Regions from separate parts of the Sus scrofa genome. Here region 1 is linked to region 2. The links are chromatin contacts, called in public HiChIP or PLAC-seq maps. All regions are on one chromosome and are shown on one strand. The core of a region is the stretch at or near the end of the contact, and the rest is flanking DNA. Distances in the headings are between cores, read along the strand shown.

The links. HiChIP or PLAC-seq counts read pairs in DNA pulled down with a chosen protein or histone mark.
Region 1: an H3K27ac HiChIP or PLAC-seq map of alveolar macrophages shows a contact between it and region 2. The contact joins the promoter of FSTL1 here to the promoter of RABL3 in region 2. A contact is called at or near these places in 1 of 47 Hi-C or Micro-C datasets (heart right ventricle) and 1 of 2 datasets of contacts at active chromatin or transcription factors (alveolar macrophages).

What each region holds. Positions count from the first base shown.
Region 1 is chr13:139,845,744-139,849,734 of Sscrofa11.1, forward strand. FSTL1 (follistatin-related protein 1) reads left to right here and starts at 1,503. Exons shown (of 11, transcript XM_021070306.1): 1 at 1,503-1,838; 2 at 2,000-2,056. The coding sequence starts at 1,836.
Region 2 is chr13:139,607,139-139,611,074 of Sscrofa11.1, forward strand. It overlaps RABL3 (rab-like protein 3), which reads left to right and starts at 2,026. Exons shown (of 8, transcript XM_021070305.1): 1 at 2,026-2,539. The coding sequence starts at 2,494. GTF2E1 (general transcription factor IIE subunit 1) reads right to left here and starts at 2,345. Exons shown (of 5, transcript XM_021070303.1): 1 at 2,207-2,345.

The DNA of each region.
Region 1 (3,991 bases), core at 253-2,752, 240 kb after region 2:
CTGCTTTTCCAGAAACTGTAAAGCTGCAGTCAGTTTTATACAAGCAGACTCTCCAACTCTGTCTGTGACTGGTAGGGTATGTTTCGTTCTGGGGTGAAGGACAATCAGCAGATCCTTGTCCCTGCAGATCTAAAGCCATAACCACCATTCTGGTTTAAACCAGGGACAAAGCTGCCATTTTGCTCACTGCCAGTCTGACTCCTGCAGCTATCTCAATGGATTCTGAACTTGAGTGGGCAATATGTGTGTTATTTGAACCCCCTAAGACCACAACAGCAGGCCCTCAACAAATCATGGTAAAAGAGTGAATATGACAAGTTCAGAGGACAATGAGAAGGTGGTCCAGTTTGAGCAGAGGACATATAAGTAGCTTAAGTAAGGTTAGATGGATAACTTACAAGAAAGGCTTTTGGATTTGATGTGGGAAAAGAGTGCTGAAAGTTTCTGAGCAGGGGAAGAGCATAAGGAAGACTTTATGTAGTGAGAATACAGCAGTGGGCTGCAGTGGAGACTGGAGGAGGAGAACCTGGAGCTGAAGGGCAACCAGAGGTGGTTTCTAGAATTCCTGAGTGAGGGAGGATGAAGGTCCAGCCTAGGGAAGTGGAAATGTGAATGGAGGTGAAAGGATGAATGTGAGATATCAAAGGGAAAACTGCCAGAATAAGGTGACAACTGCAATCTGAGAAGTGAAGATAATTTTTGGAGGCACCACTTTAAAAGATGTAGATGAGCAAGCCTGGAGGCTGGTGGGAAGTGGGGTTCAGCCTTGGGCATATTAAATCTGAGATGTCAAGTGGATTTGCTCTGGCACCTCGGACACTTTACACAGGATAGGAAAGAAGCCACAGTTGGGAGCAGTTTGGGGAATCAACATCATCACAGAGGCAGCACACATTTGAGGGCCTCTGGGAAGAGTTGATGGAGATGTAAAGCATGAACATGGAGGGTACTTGGGATGACAAGGTGGGAGTGGGAACACTGGTGAAAGATGGACAGAGGAGAGCAAAGAGACAGTGGTCACTCCTGGACTGGAGGGAATGATGGGATGATGCTGCTGGCAAACGCTGGAATCAGGATCTTCTCAGCAGAGGAACACCGGCTTGCACCTTACCCCTCAGGAAATCCACAGTTGAACCCAAAGTAGCTTTCCTCAGGCAGGCAGGTCTTCTGGGCCCTGTACCCGCTTCCTCGCGCTCTTGCGACAGTGACTCCCTGTACCCTGAGCTGTGCGGGTCCCTCTGCACCTCTGGCACTCTACCAGCCTAGGGGGCGACTCCGGTTCCCCAGGCTGCAGGGCCTTTTCCCCCAGGTTACCGCCCCAGTCGATGCCGGACCCCCGGAGGCACCGCCCCACCTGGTCACCGCCGCAGCCCGCGCCCGCAGCCCTCCCGAGATGCCGCAAGCCAGCGGCCTCTCCCGGGAGTGAGGTTTTGGCTCTCCCCCCCCCCCCCCAAACACACCTCCTCCGCCTTTGTTGCAGCGTCTCCCGGGACACCTCCCTCTGCCTCTGCCTCTAAGTCCTGGGGGCCGAAGAGGTGCTAAGCTAGGGGTCTGGCGGGAAGAAGGGTTCGGTGGCGCCAAGGCGCTCACGGGCTCCCGGTAGCAAGGGGTTGGGAAGAGGGAGCGGAGCCGGGAGCCGCGGGGGCCGCTGCAGCAGAAGGGGGAGGAGAATGGGGAGGAGCTGGGGGGCAGGCAGTCCGGGAAGGAGGGGTCTTAAGGGGCGGCGAGCCCAGGTCGGATTTCCTCTGAGGCTGGCGATCCGCGAAGCTCCCACCTTCCCTTAGAGCTCGTTGCAGCCTCCCTGCCCCGCGCCCTCCAGAGACCGCGACGGGACCATGGTGAGAGGAGGGTGTGCGGCGCGGAGCCGAGCTCACTGGCCCGACCCCTCTGGGTGGCCGAGGGCTGCCGGGCGGAGGGGGCGAGCCTTTGGGACCCGAGGAAGTTTCCGGGGTCGGCATGGGGCCCGGTGCCTTCAGTCTCGCTCTTCTCTCTTCCGCAGATGTGGACACGCTGGCTCGCGCTCGCGCTGGTGGCGGTCGCCTGGGTCCACGCCGAGGTAGGTGAGCTTCGGAAGAGGTCCGAACTCAGGCTCAGGGGCCACTGGGGTCTGCGGGTTGCGCGGGCTGTGCTTGCGTTCTCGGGATGCTCTCCCCGGGTGGGACTGGGAGTTTCCATCCGCCGGGTGAGGGGGGCGCTCAGAGCATAAACGCTACTTAGGAAACTTAAACCTTAAAATCAGGCAAAGTAGTTTGGGCCGTAAGCGGGAGCCCCACGGCGGCTAATATGGAGGGAGAGTGGGGAGAGGGAGAGAGGACGAGCTGGGCGGATTGGGACGGAGGCGGCGACAAGAGTGCGAGCGGAGTTCAAAAAGGCGCCTGAGTTCTTTCCTTCACTTAAGAGGAAATTGAGACGAGTCGAAGACTTTTCCCTTTAGAGTCTGTCTCCTGGAGTGGGGGGGCGGGGGTGGGCTCGCTAGAGATTCATCTTTTAGAGGGCAAGTTTTTTTTTCTCTTATATGAAGTAAGATTTTTTTTTCTTTGTAAAGTGCCCTCGGATTTTGTGTTATTGTCAGAGCCAAATAATGGCCTTTTAAAATCTCAATTTTTTCTAAAATTAATGTTGTGCGAGTATGAGCGATCCATTACTCTGCTTTTTGAGGGCTCTGCTTTTCCAGTCAAAGTATTTCAGCGCTTTTTTGGTAATGTTTTCTTTTCGACTCAAGTGACCTTCCTGAGACACTACAAACAAACCAACAAACCCTTCACTCACAAGCCCCTCCATTAACTCAAAGGTTTATGGACAGAAAATAAACAATTCTAAATTCCCTGGGCTCTAGTCTCCAGAAAAGTGAGGTCAGAAACCAAACATTTGATAATTATGGCAGGAAATGTGGAAGGAATTAAAAAGCATGAGGGAGAAGAAATGGAATGTACATTACAAAAGAAATAGCTCCCTGGTGGGTGGTTATTCTCCCTCTTTGAATTTTTTTCTTTATATTACAGTTTAGCCCCACCCTTAGTATCACAGCTTGACTGCCCAGAAAAGTCATAAAAGCCTGCTAGGTTTTCACAATGTTAAAAAATGCACATTATACTGAACTCTCATTAAATTCACTGCTACATTGTTGGTTGAGCTGGAAACACTAGCTGTTTTTACTCACAATGAAATTAAAAAGAGCTAATTTTTTTTTTGGATATCTACTTTGTGTTGTAATAAAACTCCGTTTGAATGATGAGGAAACTGAATCAGAAAGGTCACATAATTTCTCTAGTGTCCTAAGTTGTTAAATGGTAGGAGTGAGATTTGAACACAGTCTGGCATCAAACCCCAGGCTCTTAAACACTACCTCGCACAAAGGCTTCATATCTACTATGTACTTCTTACATAGCAGACATCGGCTGGGTTGCATGCATCATTTCTTTTAAAGCTTCGCAGAAACTCGTAGGGTCAATTTTATTATCCACATTTTACAGAGGAAGAAACAGGTTTAGGGAGATTAGGTAACCTGCCTAAGATCACACACCTGGTTAGTTCTGGGGAAGGATCTGAATCCTGGTGGAGCTCATCTTGAACTCCAGATCTGCTTCTAATGCATTTTGTTTTCCAGGGTTTGAGTTTGAGGGCAGAGCCTTCTTCACTGGCTGATTTATCCCGGCTTAGGAGACACCCTTCCATCCCTCCTATTGCCCTCAAAAGGCAGATGCAGTCCATTGATGGATGAGGTGAATCCCTGGTTTGTTTTACTGAGATTTAGGAATTGCCAGCTAGTGTGTGAAATCGCTCTGTGAACTGGAAGGCAAATGTGAGGAATGAGGAGGCTGTTGGTTCACTCACCACAAGGTGGTGTGGCCCAGGGTCTGGATCTATTCTCTGAAGCCCTTTGCACTACACCCCCTCCCCCCAGTGCATTGCAGGGAAAAGCTTAACCCTCATAGGAAGTTCTCCCAACAGCAATTTCCTGCTTGAGGTAGAGCAGAGTACTCTCCCAGAA
Region 2 (3,936 bases), core at 776-3,275:
TTACACCCATTAATAACATATAGCTATTTGTTTTAAGCCAGTATGACTGGGAAGAGACAAATATACTGAGAAACAGGCTAACACCTGAAGAGGAACAGGTGGAAGAAATGAGGCATTCAGTTCCAGTTGCTTGTGTTTGAAGAAATACTACAGAATGTTACTGTGAAGATGTCCCACAGGTAGCTGAACAAATGAATCTGGAGCTCAGCAAAGAAATGTATGTGCCATCTTGTTCAAAATCGCTATATTCTAAAAATCCTCTTTTCTGACCACTGTGTTCTCTCCTTCACTGCCTCTACTTCCCCACTGATGCTAAATCTCTTCAATCTCTGGATTTTATAATACTTAGGTCAGAGGTCTCAAATTGGCAGCTTCTGCCACATGATTTGACTAATTTTGATTTCAAAATGTTTTGAAAATTTTCTGAATTAGTGGTCAACATTTAAAAATCATGAGATTTGGAGCTACTGTTGTGCTTCAGTGAGTTAAGAACCTGAGTAATGTCCATGAGGATATCCATGCAGGTTTGATCCCTGGACTCGCTCAGGGGGTTAAGGACCCACAAGCTGCAATACAGGGGGCAGACGAGGCATGAATCTGGCATTGCTGTGGTTAGGCCAGCAGCTGCAGCTCTGATTCCACCCCCAGCCTGGGAACGTCCACTAGCCGCAGGTGTGGCCCCAAAAAAGGAAAAAAACAAAAAACAAAAGTCGGATCCTGCATCCTCATGGATACCAGTAGAGTTCATTTTCTGCTGAGCCACCATAGGAAACCCCCCATTTTTTTTTTAATGAAATAAAAATCATGAGATATCACATAAATTTTAATTTTCAGCTACTTCTCAAAAGTGGAAATATCTGAGGGAAAAAGTGAGATCATATTCCCACATGGAAACACTCAGCTGAAGAGCAATTGATACTTTAAAAAAGGGAAGGAGCTTGGCTGGCCTCTGGAGACTTTTGAGTGTGTGACCTTTGGGGGCCATGTCTGGTTTCTTCTTTTTAGTCTTATCAGTCCATCAGTCACCTATCAGTCTCACCTACAACCCTACCCTACCTAACCCAGACCCCTGAAAGCAAGTTGCTTTTGTTTTTAAACCATATGTATTCTAATCACACAAACACCAGGCAGAGTTGTAAGAACAAAGTTGAAAGTGAATGCACTCTCTGTACTGGGTCTAGGCTCCTCAGCCTCATCTGCAGCCACAATGGCATTCTCTCAATTCCAGGAGCCACACATGCTCTCTGCTTCCAAGCCTTTACACACGCCCCCACAACAAAGGCCGAAGTCCCTTCTCCTAATCATTTTTCACATCTCAAATGACATTTCCTCAGAGACACCTTCTCAGATTCTCCCTAGCAGTTTAGAATCATCCCCCTTTCACATGCTCCCATAGCTCTTTCCCCTTCTTGGTGGCAGTGAATAGTTATACTTTCTCAATGTCTACATCGGAGACAAGGGTCTTAATCTTGTTCACCACTGATTTTCCAGTATGGATAACAGCTGGTCAAGTATTTCCATAAAACTTTCAATAGGTCTCCTCAGCACGTGTTCTTCAAACATGCCCACCCTGTTAGCCCTCACCTCCCCCCATTCACTTTCCCCACTGCAGCTTCCAGAGTAAAGAAAGGTAGGGTATTGAAAACCCTCTTCTTAAACTTCAAATGGTTTTAAGCAGGAGGTGACAGCACCAAATTAGCGATTTTAAAGGATTCTGCTGACTGCAAACTGCAAAATGAAGGGAAAGAAGAAGTGGACGTGGGGAGTTCTGTTAGATTTCGATATATTACTATTCCAAATCTGGAATAACGTGGATTCTATACATCCACCTGGTTTTTCTCAGTTAGCCACACTTCACGATAGTCTCCACGGCTTCATACATAAAGTGGCATTATCACCGCGAAACCTCTGGACCAGCCCCGTTCCCAAATGTTCGTTTCCGCCCCACTGTGACAACCACGACGCCCTAAATTCCCTCGGACTCTGCCAGCTGAGTCCAGAGGCCACACTTGACGCAGCCAAGCCAGTCCTACCCGAGGTCGCACATGGGCCGCTCCGGGGTCAATGGTTCTTTGGAGGACCAAGCAGAGAACCGACTCAAAAGAGTAAGGGGGAGGAGGACAGCTAAGGAAAAAGCAACGAAGACACCCTGAAAGGCGACGTCGAACCAGGGAACCGAGGACAAGGAACAGGGAACAAGGTTTACCAAAGCGAATCCTCGTACACTCCCACTACAGCTTCCCTCTGCGCCTCAACTACCGGCTTAAACGAGCCACGCCACTTATGCGACAAAGAAAACGCCATATTCCTGCGACCAGTTTTAGAAACCACCCGCTACTTTTAACCAGGCAGGCCAATCAGCACGGTGAGGCCTTCAATCAAATCAGTCACATTCCGATTGGCCAATGGCATTGAAGACTCGGCCCTCCATACCCAGCTCTGATTGGTCTTCAATCCCGGAATAGGCGTTAACCTCAGGAAGGAGCTGGCAAGATGGCGTCCCTGGATCGGGTGAAAGTACTGGTGTTGGGAGACTCAGGTGAGCCGCTTAACCCACCTTTGGGGCTCCCGACACTTTTGAGTTATATGAAAATCCTCCCCTTTCACTCCCTCTCCACCCATCTGCGGATGAACTGACTCTGGCGGGGGGCTGACATCCCTCTCAAGGCCCAAAGACTACACTTCCCAGAGGACTTTGCTCTGTTTAAGCGAGCCGCGGCTTCGCAAGTGTTGGGGGCGCGGAGCCCGGGCCTTTCTCTGTTTTTTTTAGGTTTTTACATCTGTCTACCAGATGACCGCAGCTTAGTGATCCTTTGTTTTAAAACATATGCGGATACTGAGTGTGGTATTAGACGCCGTGCTGAGACAAAGTTAGGACCTTTCCTTTAAGAGATTTTGTTAATTAAGGAAATCAAACGTGCGCTTAGGAAACTGTACCAGGTGCTTTGCATATATTGACTCAATCCTGAGATCAGGCCCGTTATCCCATTTTACAGATGAGAAAAGAGAGGCGGAGGGCTGTAAATGACAGAACTGGTTTGAACCGAGAGCCTGTGTGCTTAAAACACTAACCTATATTATTTAGTGAAATAGCAGGTAGTAGTAATCTTTTACGCTCAACTGGGCTTCTTGTTTTCTTTATTCTCTTTAATCTTTTCTTCTTTTTTTTTTTTTTTTTTTTGCTTTTTAGGGCCACACCCAGAGTATATGGAGGTTCCCCGGGCTAGGGGTCCAATCGATCGGAGCTACAGCTGCCGGCTCACACCACAGCCACGCCAAATCCCAGCCAGGTCTGCGATCTACACCACAGCTCATGGCTCCAAACATCTGACACAATGTCTATCAGAGCAAATATCCAAAAGTCAACTCCAGAAAAGCATATCTATGAAATGCAAAGTTACCATTTATTCCAAGTTTTTAAAGAGCTTAGGAATGGAGATAATGAGAAACAGAATGAGAGTGAAGTGGAAAGGGGGAAATGAAAACTTCAGTTCCAGTTGTCAAGTGTCCAAGGTGTCAAAATAATTTTAACACTAGGAGTAAACTGGGCTTAGCATTAAGATGAGTATGACCCTCATCTTAATTTTTCTATTTCTTACAACCCAGCACATAAGAGGTTTTCAATTAAGATTAAAGAGAACAGGAGTTCCCCTCATGGAGCAGTGGAAAGAATCTGACTAGGAATCGAGGTTGCAGGTTCCATCCCTGGCCTCGCTTGGTGTGTTAAGGACCCCAAAGAGCCTGAAAAACAGCCCGACCAAACAATAAAGTTGTTGGGGAGAGGAGATGGTTGAGAACATTTTTACATTGCCTGAAGATTAGTTGAATTACAAAATATTTTACTGAGCATTTAATACTCCCTTCAGAAAGTTGCACTTTGAAATTCTATGAACATAATCTAATTTATGTCAGCTTTAGTTCTTTTGCTTGAAGTGG